Linked DNA regions of Mus musculus: region 1 is linked to region 2. The links are chromatin contacts, called in public promoter capture Hi-C maps. All regions are on one chromosome and are shown on one strand. The core of a region is the stretch at or near the end of the contact, and the rest is flanking DNA. Distances in the headings are between cores, read along the strand shown.

Evidence for each region. Capture Hi-C pulls out chosen DNA fragments and counts their contacts.
Region 1: a promoter capture Hi-C map of adipose tissue shows a contact between it and region 2, with 3 times the contacts expected there. The contact joins the promoter of Cct4 here to the promoter of Peli1 in region 2. A contact is called at or near these places in 3 of 39 promoter capture datasets (hippocampal neurons, liver and pre-B cells), 1 of 115 datasets of contacts at active chromatin or transcription factors (astrocytes) and 2 of 9 other capture datasets (adipose tissue and liver).

Annotation. Positions count from the first base shown.
Region 1 is chr11:22,987,593-22,991,945 of GRCm38.p6, reverse strand. Cct4 (chaperonin containing Tcp1, subunit 4 (delta)) reads right to left here and starts at 1,353. Exons shown (of 14, transcript NM_009837.1): 1 at 1,066-1,353. The coding sequence starts at 1,192.
Region 2 is chr11:21,089,297-21,093,142 of GRCm38.p6, reverse strand. It overlaps Peli1 (pellino 1), which reads right to left and starts at 1,819. Exons shown (of 7, transcript NM_023324.2): 1 at 1,465-1,819.

The DNA.
Region 1 (4,353 bases), core at 104-2,603, 1.9 Mb before region 2:
GTTTTCACAATAATAGAAACCCTAGCTAAGATGGTTGCCTGAAGTAAACTCATTTCTTAATAGAGTGTACACTCTCTTGGTCACTCATCTGACTCTAGAATTCATCTTTCAACATCCCAATGACTCCACTACCACAAACGTAATTAATGAACTCAATAAACTTCCAGGTGTCAGGTATTCACTCCAAACTTCCAAAAGACTCTCACATGGAGCACCTGGTCAGCTTGGCGTCTCCAACTCCTTAAGGCCCATCCTGCGCACACACCTCACAGCACCAACACATTCCAGTCACCTGGACTGGTGACTGCAGTACTTGTCAGGTTTACTTCATACACTTTCACATTTAATCCTCCCAGCAACCCTGCAAATCAACTGTCACCTCACCCAACTTACAGCTGCACTGCGAAGTCAAGAGTTTCTTGGATCCTAGGACCTTCAGAAGATAAAACAACACCCCGTCCACTTCCCAAATCATGCATCTTTGTCTCCAACCCAAATAAACCCTGGCAGTATCTCTTAAGGCTTTGTTGCTTTAGACGTCAGACGCGTCAAATAGCACATACTGAGAATAAAACTCGGCCTGTCTGGTTTTCACCACGTGCTTTTACAACCCTATGTCGCCCACCTGCCAGTTTAAGGGAATTTATAGTGACTATCCGATTAGTACTACGGAGCCAAAGAACGTTCATAAGTTAAATGAACTTTTTTTGAAAATGTTGAAAAAGTAAAATGAATTTTATTTGAAAGCTCAAAATACTGTGTCGTCTACCACTAGGTTTGATAAACAGCCAAGCTTTAGTTCTTAAGAGTCAGATCTCAAGGATCATTGCTTTCAGTATTTTAAACGGCTGTCTGCGCCAATGTGACCAACACCGCCCATGCCTGCAGGAGACGAACTAAGGAGCTCGGCGTCCCACAATGGGGCGTGTCCGAGGCCTCCACGCTCCGAGTGCTTAGCAGAAAGCTGCAAACGAGACCACCTTGAAGGAACACAACCCACCCAGGGCCAAGGTCACAGCGAGGCTGGGCCGTTCCGCCGGAGGCGGGCCGGCGACCGGGTGATACCTTTGGCCGCGGAAATATTGCTGAAGCGGATCTGGGCTGGCTTGTCGCGGTCCTGGTAGGCGCTTTTCCCGCGGCTGCCGGGCCCGGCGGTGGGCGCCCCGCTTCGGGAAGCTACGTTCTCCGGCATGGCGACCTTGGTGGCGTCTGCGCGGGTTCAGGAGGACGGATGGACACGGATTCCGGCTTGCTGTGGAGTAACGGTCTCCCTGACCGCCTCCTCCACGAACCTTCCAGAAAGCGACGCCGGGAGAGAAGGCGGAAGCCGAGCAAGGGGCCTGCTGGAGAGCCGGCGCGGGTGTGACGTCAGGGGCTGTCTGCCGCACGCCGGCTGCGCAGCTTGCGCGCGGAGATGTGGCTACGGACTGTCCACCCCTCCCTGTGCCTGAGATGGAGCGGGAGGTTTTATAGGCGTGGCTGTGGCCGTTCTAGATGGACCCGAGCCTTTAGCTTCTGCTAGTGCTGTTGAGGAAGCTGTGACAGCTCTGGCTTTGTTCCGGAGTGGGTGTGGTGCAACCGGCCTTTTACGGACATCCATGTCTAAATTCCAAATTCTATTCCTAGTTTATTCACTTTGTAAAGGTGTTGGAGGAGAGATGTGCCATGAATAGTTTCCTCCCTTTTGTATATATTTTGACTGCCTAGGGATTTAAATACACTAGTTAGACGGCACAGAATCGTAATAGTTGTGGGGCGGTGACTGCCTATCAAATCCAGTCTGCCTTCTAGTTAAGACCTCTTCCATAAACATAACCACTGACTCTTAGGGAACATAAACATTCTAATAACTGATTAATAGTTATCTGCTGAGCAAAGTGTGAAATCTTTACACTCTTTACCCCCCCCACCCCACCCCCACACTAATCCTCATAATCCCATGAAATAGGTGTCATCGTCTAGACTTAAAGGATGATGAAGCTAAAGCCCAAGGTCAACCAGTAAGGCAGTGGAAGCCAGTACAGAGCCAGGACTCTGTCCTTAGGTAAACTTCCAAGGTTTCTATAATCATGATCATTGACCACCAGAGTTTATATAGGTAATACTCATTCAGTGGTAGTTCACAGTTAATAATTGAGAGCCATAAGGTGCCAGATGCCTGCGGTAGGTTAACGAACAATTGTTTCATGGACTTAGTCCTGTAATTATGAGAAGCATTTACATTCATTCACTCTATTAAGACTAAGATGAACTTTTCAAGCCTCCCCTTGGGGGACACGTCTTTTTCAAAGACCAGTTTACCCCTCCCTCGAAGCACACAAATATTCTATGGTTGTTGAGACAGCTGACTTATATGAAGAGAACAGGTACTGGTACTGTGGTGATTTGAGATGTCTCCCCTAGTTTTAGACATTCAAATACTTGGTCCCCAGTGGGTAGCTCTGATTGGAGAAGCTTAGGAGGTGTAGCCTTGCTGGAGTAAGTATATCACTGGAGGCTGAGTTTGTTTCAAAAGCTACCAGCCAGTTTGTGCTCTGCTTCCTCTTCACAATATGAGATGTGAGCTCTCCCTTCTCCATGCCTACCTGTTGTGAAGCTTCCCTGCTGTGCTTCCCAGTGATCATGAAGTCCTAGAACCATAAAACCCCTCAAAACTCTTCCCTCTATAAATTGCCTTCCTTGTGGTTGTGGTGTGTTTTTTGTTTGTTTGTTTGTTTTTGTTATAAGGTTTCACTGTGTAGCTTTGACTGTCCTGAAACTAACTCTCTGTAGACCTCAAACTCCCAGTGATCCTCCTGCCTCTGCCTCCCAAAAAGTTTGGACTAAAGGCTGGTGAGACCACCACCCGGCATGGTCATGGAGTTTTATCACAGCAACAGAGAAATAACTAACGCAAGTACTCTGACTTCTCCTGCTCTTAAAAGCAGGAGACAAAACAGCGATCTGAAAGAGACCTTCACTGTGCCTGCAGGAAGACATGCTTCTCCCCGGGGAAAGGGATGAAAGAGGTGCAAGCCAATCTCTGCTGTCTGTCGTGCTGGGGAGCTGAATTCACTGCCCACCCAGGGCAGAACCTCATGCACTGACGTCGCAGGGAATTCTTTTTTTTTTTTCTGTAATAGTTGGATTTATCTATGGTTCCATGGCTGAACAGCTTGGGTGGACTGTCTGTATAGTTTGCTTTCTTGTCTTTGTTGACATTTCCTCCATGGCCCCTCTGTTGCTGACATTCCCTGAAGTGGTTACCCATTCAGACTTAGGCACAGAAGAGAAGAAATCAGGGGACAGAAAAATTAAGAGGCATGCTAAAAATAACTGGCTGGGGGCTTTCACGATTCAACACCTGCTTTTGTTTCTTGTAAGGTAAGCTGAACTGCTTTCGCGGCAAAACACGACCTTAAACCATCTATGGTCTTACCAAAGGGGGTGGGGTAGTTAGCTCAAGCCCCTTTGTCATAAGACACTTTAGTATCTCTCTCTCTCTCTCTCTCTCTCTCTCTCTCTCTTCAAGACAGGTTTCTCTGTATAGGCCTTGGCTGTCCTGGAACTCACTTTGTAGACCAGGCTGGCCTCAAACTCAGAAATCTGCCTGCCTCTGCCTCCCGAGTGCTGGGATTAAAGGCGTGTGCCACCACGCCTGGCTAGTATTTTTCTCATCAACATATGATTTCTGGCTCAAACTTTTTTTTTTTTTTTTTGGTTCATTTCCTCCTGAAGCCTTCTATGTCATGTAAGACTTAAATTTATATATTCTATTTATCTCTCTTTGTTGGAAAATTCTATCCAAAGCTGGGCAGTTAGTGGCGCATGCCTTTTATACCCCTGCTCCTCCCACACTCAAGGGTTAAAAACAATCAAACTGGGGGCTGGAAAGGAGAACACTTTAGAACACAGTTTAGAACACTTGTTGCTCTTACAAAGGACCCAAGTTTGGTTCCCAGCACCCACATAGATGGATCACAGCCATCTGTAACCCAGCTCCAAAGAATCCAACACCTTCTTCTGACATCCATAGGCACTGTCGATATACGGTACACATGTATACATGTAGGCAAAACACTAAAAAAAAAAAAAAAAAAAAAAAAAGAAATTGCTGGGTGTGTGCCACCACCACATGGCCCAGTTTACATTTTAATGTTTATAAAAACTATTACTTCCTGCCTGGAACCATTTGCTGGCTATTTGGCCGTGATTAGTGGGAAACCTGTGTGGAAGGAAGGAGAACTGCTTGTTAGATGTCGGTTTCCCTTGGGGCTGATCTTCTGGGTCTTTTCCTTGTTGCTGCATTAGAATATTCTCTTAGTGTTTGCCCAGGTTTGTTAGCTATAAAACCTGTGATTTGAAATTTAATAA
Region 2 (3,846 bases), core at 570-3,069:
AGAACTTGTAGAAATAACACTTGATTTAAAGTTTTCACACCTTCCATTTGATACCAAAAGTGTTTAAAAGATTAATTGCCCTCAGAGTATTTACTACAGATGTTAACTGTGAAAAAAAAAAAAAAAAGAAAGAAAGAAACCCAAAGAAATTATATGCTATATTTAGACAATAAGGAGAATGTTTCAAGTATGTGTATTTGAATACTCTGGGGAAATATGTTGTTACCTGTGAAAATGCATCATAAACCGAAACAAGAAATTGAGGAACTGCACCCTGTTCACAATTCAAAAACTTTAAATTCACACGACTAGGCAAACTCGGTTAATGTGGAGAAAAGACATTGTGCTATCTGACACAAAAGATCACCTGCTACGAAGACAAAGTAACACTCTACTACCCGAAAGTAAAGAGCCTTTGAATCAAAACAGACAACCTTTGATACACAAAAGCTTCAATTCTCGGTTTAATAAAGCGTCCTGTGGATGAGATGCTCAATATTTGTTGATGGAAGAGTGCTGGGGCTAAAACCAACGAGCATATTGTGAGTAGTGACTAAACATGTTAAATGTAGGTTAAGTAAAAACTATCCCCTCCCTCATCATTGTTGTCTGACTTTGTAAGAGATCTGCACATATAAACATAATATATGGCGAAGTGAGTTGATGACTTACAGTATCTTCACCACTCGGAACATTTTTCAGAAAGTCCTTTGAGGTTTTAAGATTCAAATACTATTTAAAAAGAATTATTGTTTCAACTACCTAACAATTACCTAGACTTCTTCCAGACTTCATTTAACCTGTAAGTAAAATGAGCATCTTTAACTTTTCCACAGGGCATTTGGAGAATGAGTTATTACTCATAAACGCTTTCGGAGCCTCAGACACCAGCGCGGTACATCAAGCGTATCCATCAATTTGAGGGCTTTCTGGACCTCAGTTTACCCACGTACGGAAACGGGCTTGGCAAGGGCCGGGAGGTGAAATTAATTAGTGTTTTTAAAATGCTCTGAGATTCCCAAGATGAAAGGAAACGTAGAGGCACGCAGAGATGATGACAATAATCATAACAATAAAAAGAATGACTAACTTGGAATTCTGTGTTACGTAAGGAAGCTGAGAAGTTATCAGATTCACACAAACAAAAGAAAAGCCCACCGCCCCTTTGTTCCCCTTCCACTTCGCCGGCCTGCAGCCTGGCCGCGGGAGCGAGAACCGGGCCGCCGAGCTGGGGCTCCCCTCCGCCGCGCACCCGCTCCAGCCGTGGGGGAGGGCGTTCCGGGCAGCTCCTCACAAAGGCGCTTCCTCCCTCCGCGCGGGATGCGGCGCCGCAAACTCTGCTCCCCGCCGCCTCCCCGCGGGCGGGCGGGCGCGCAGGCCGCCGCGCCGCCACCGGCAAAGGCTCGGAGGAAGTTCCGCGCCGCCGGCCCTCGCGCCCCCGTTCGCCGCCCGCGCCGCACTCACCGGACGACTGCTGGTGGCCGGAACGCCAGCTCGGCCCGCCGCACGGACACCCGGGGCGCGGGGGCGGCGCGAGCACCGGTTGAACGCAGGCACCAGCGGAGCCCGCCGCCTTCCCGCCAGCCGCCGAGCCCCGCGAGGCCGAGTGGAACGCAGAGCCGAGCGCGGACTAGAGAGGGAGGCTCGGGCCCGCTTTGTGGTGAGCTCCCCGGGCTGCAGGCAGATCCGGTGGCGCCGCACGGCCGCTGCTGCCGCTGCTGCTGTTGTCGCTGCCGCTGCTGCTGCTGTTGCTGGCGCTGGAGAAGGCGGCGGCGGCGCCCCCGACGGTCCCTCCGCCTCGAACCGCCTTTGGGTCACTGACACACACTGGGAAGGAGGGACCGGGACTAGCGGGAGGGCGGGGCATAAGGGTAAGGGGCAGGGCCACATCGCGAGGCGGTGCCGAGAGGGCTCTTGGGAACTGTAGTTCTCTTTACCGAGAGAGAAAAAAAAAAGTATCTGTTGTGGAGGAGCCTACTGCTGGCTCTGCGCTGTGCACGCGCAAGGGGGTTGGGGCGGGGACTGTTGCCATAGTCACCCATTCACTAAGCCTGAAGGTTCTGGACTGTAGTTGACTAAACAAGGCTGGTCTTGTGTCTTTGGTGCCATTGGGTTCCTGCCCACAGCCAGTCCCTCCTGCTTCACCCCACCCCCAACCACTTCCAAGTGCCCAGTGAAATCTAACTTCCTCTTGACATGGCAGTCTCCTTGGTTGTTTAGATTTCTTCTGCAAATCATAAATACCCCCTTCCTTTGCCTCCTTCAAGAGAATTACCCAAGGTACTAAAAATCTACTTGTTCTTAGTGTTTTAACAATTAGGTTATAAAACTGTAGGGAGCGTGACCATTAACAGAATTCTGTAATTTCTTTGTTCGGTTAGTTACATTTAATTCCAACCCAAGTTCAGCATTAACAGCATTGTTGGATCATTGTACTGCAATTTGTTCATCTGAAAATCTATAGTTCTTCAAACATCCAGATTCCATAAATATATATTCAAAAGATAAGTAGAGAGAGTTCAGAACTGTTCAATGTATGTATTAGCCGATTCAAGTTTCTCACTATCAAATTACAACATACGGCACCTTGAAACATGGTATGGGTATGTTGTGCTCAGCTAAGTCTTACACCCTTTCTAAATGACCAGGTATGCATGTATGGTGGTGTGAGAAAACACAGTACTGGCTCTCCAGAAGGTTTACAGGTAATTTGCCTCAGTTTCCCTTAATAGAGTACCTAGAACCTGGAAGAAAAAACATTAATGCCAAGGAATCAGACATCTATTTCAAGATGGGAAACTAAGGATTTTCAAATAGTCTTAGGATCAAAAACCCTGGATGCCCACAGACCACATAATTATTTGATCAATGAAGAAATAAGTAATTTAAGAAACAAGTACACGGGAGACAGAGAATGGCTCAGCAGGGCTCAGCAGTTAAGAGCACTGGTCACGCTTCCAAAGGACCTGGCTTCTTTTCCAGCACCAATGTGGACACTCACAGCCTCCTGTAACTTCAGGGAATCCAACACCATCTTCTGGCCTCATTGGCCCATAGACATATATGCAGGCAAGACACCTGTATTTAAAATATTTAATGTAGATATTTAAATAAAATACTAAAAAACAAGTAAAGGTATTTACTATGTGCCAGGCACTTTATTGGGCCTCAAAAATAGAGCTGTAAAGATATAAAAGAGACATACTTTGTATTCATTGTCCCCTCTCTCTGCCAAGGAAGAGACAGATAAATGGACTCAGTGTGATCTATGCTGTCATAGGAAAATTCAGACTACCTCAGACTCAGGCAGGGTCAGGAAGTGCTTCAAAGATCATTTGAATGTGGGCTGACTCACGGCTTCCACGTTTGTGTATTTTATTGGCAAAGGTGGAAGAGAGCAGTGAAGGAGCAGGGAGCTCGAGGACACAGAGGCTAATGGCACATTTGCTGGCGGTGGCAGAAGCACACTGGGGAGAGAGGCATGAGGAAACTTCAAGAAAATGAAGGAGACAGCTAAGCCCATGAAGGGTGGGGGTAATATGCTAAAGAATGTCATCTTTTTTTTATTTCTTCTGGAAGCAGTATTCAAACATGAGTTTTTGATAAGATATATTTGAGAAGCTTAATGGACCCTGATCAGGGTAAATGCGCATTCATATAAAAACTACCACAGGACTTATGAGATGGGTCAGTGGGGTTGAGTGCTCACTCTTAAGCCTAACAGCCTGAATGCCAAAAATTGTAAATATGTAAGATCCCCCTTCATCAAAAACATTTTAAAGATAATTTAAGGCAAAAACAACAATGTTGAGGTTTGATCTTGCTCTCTATTGTAATGCTAAATGT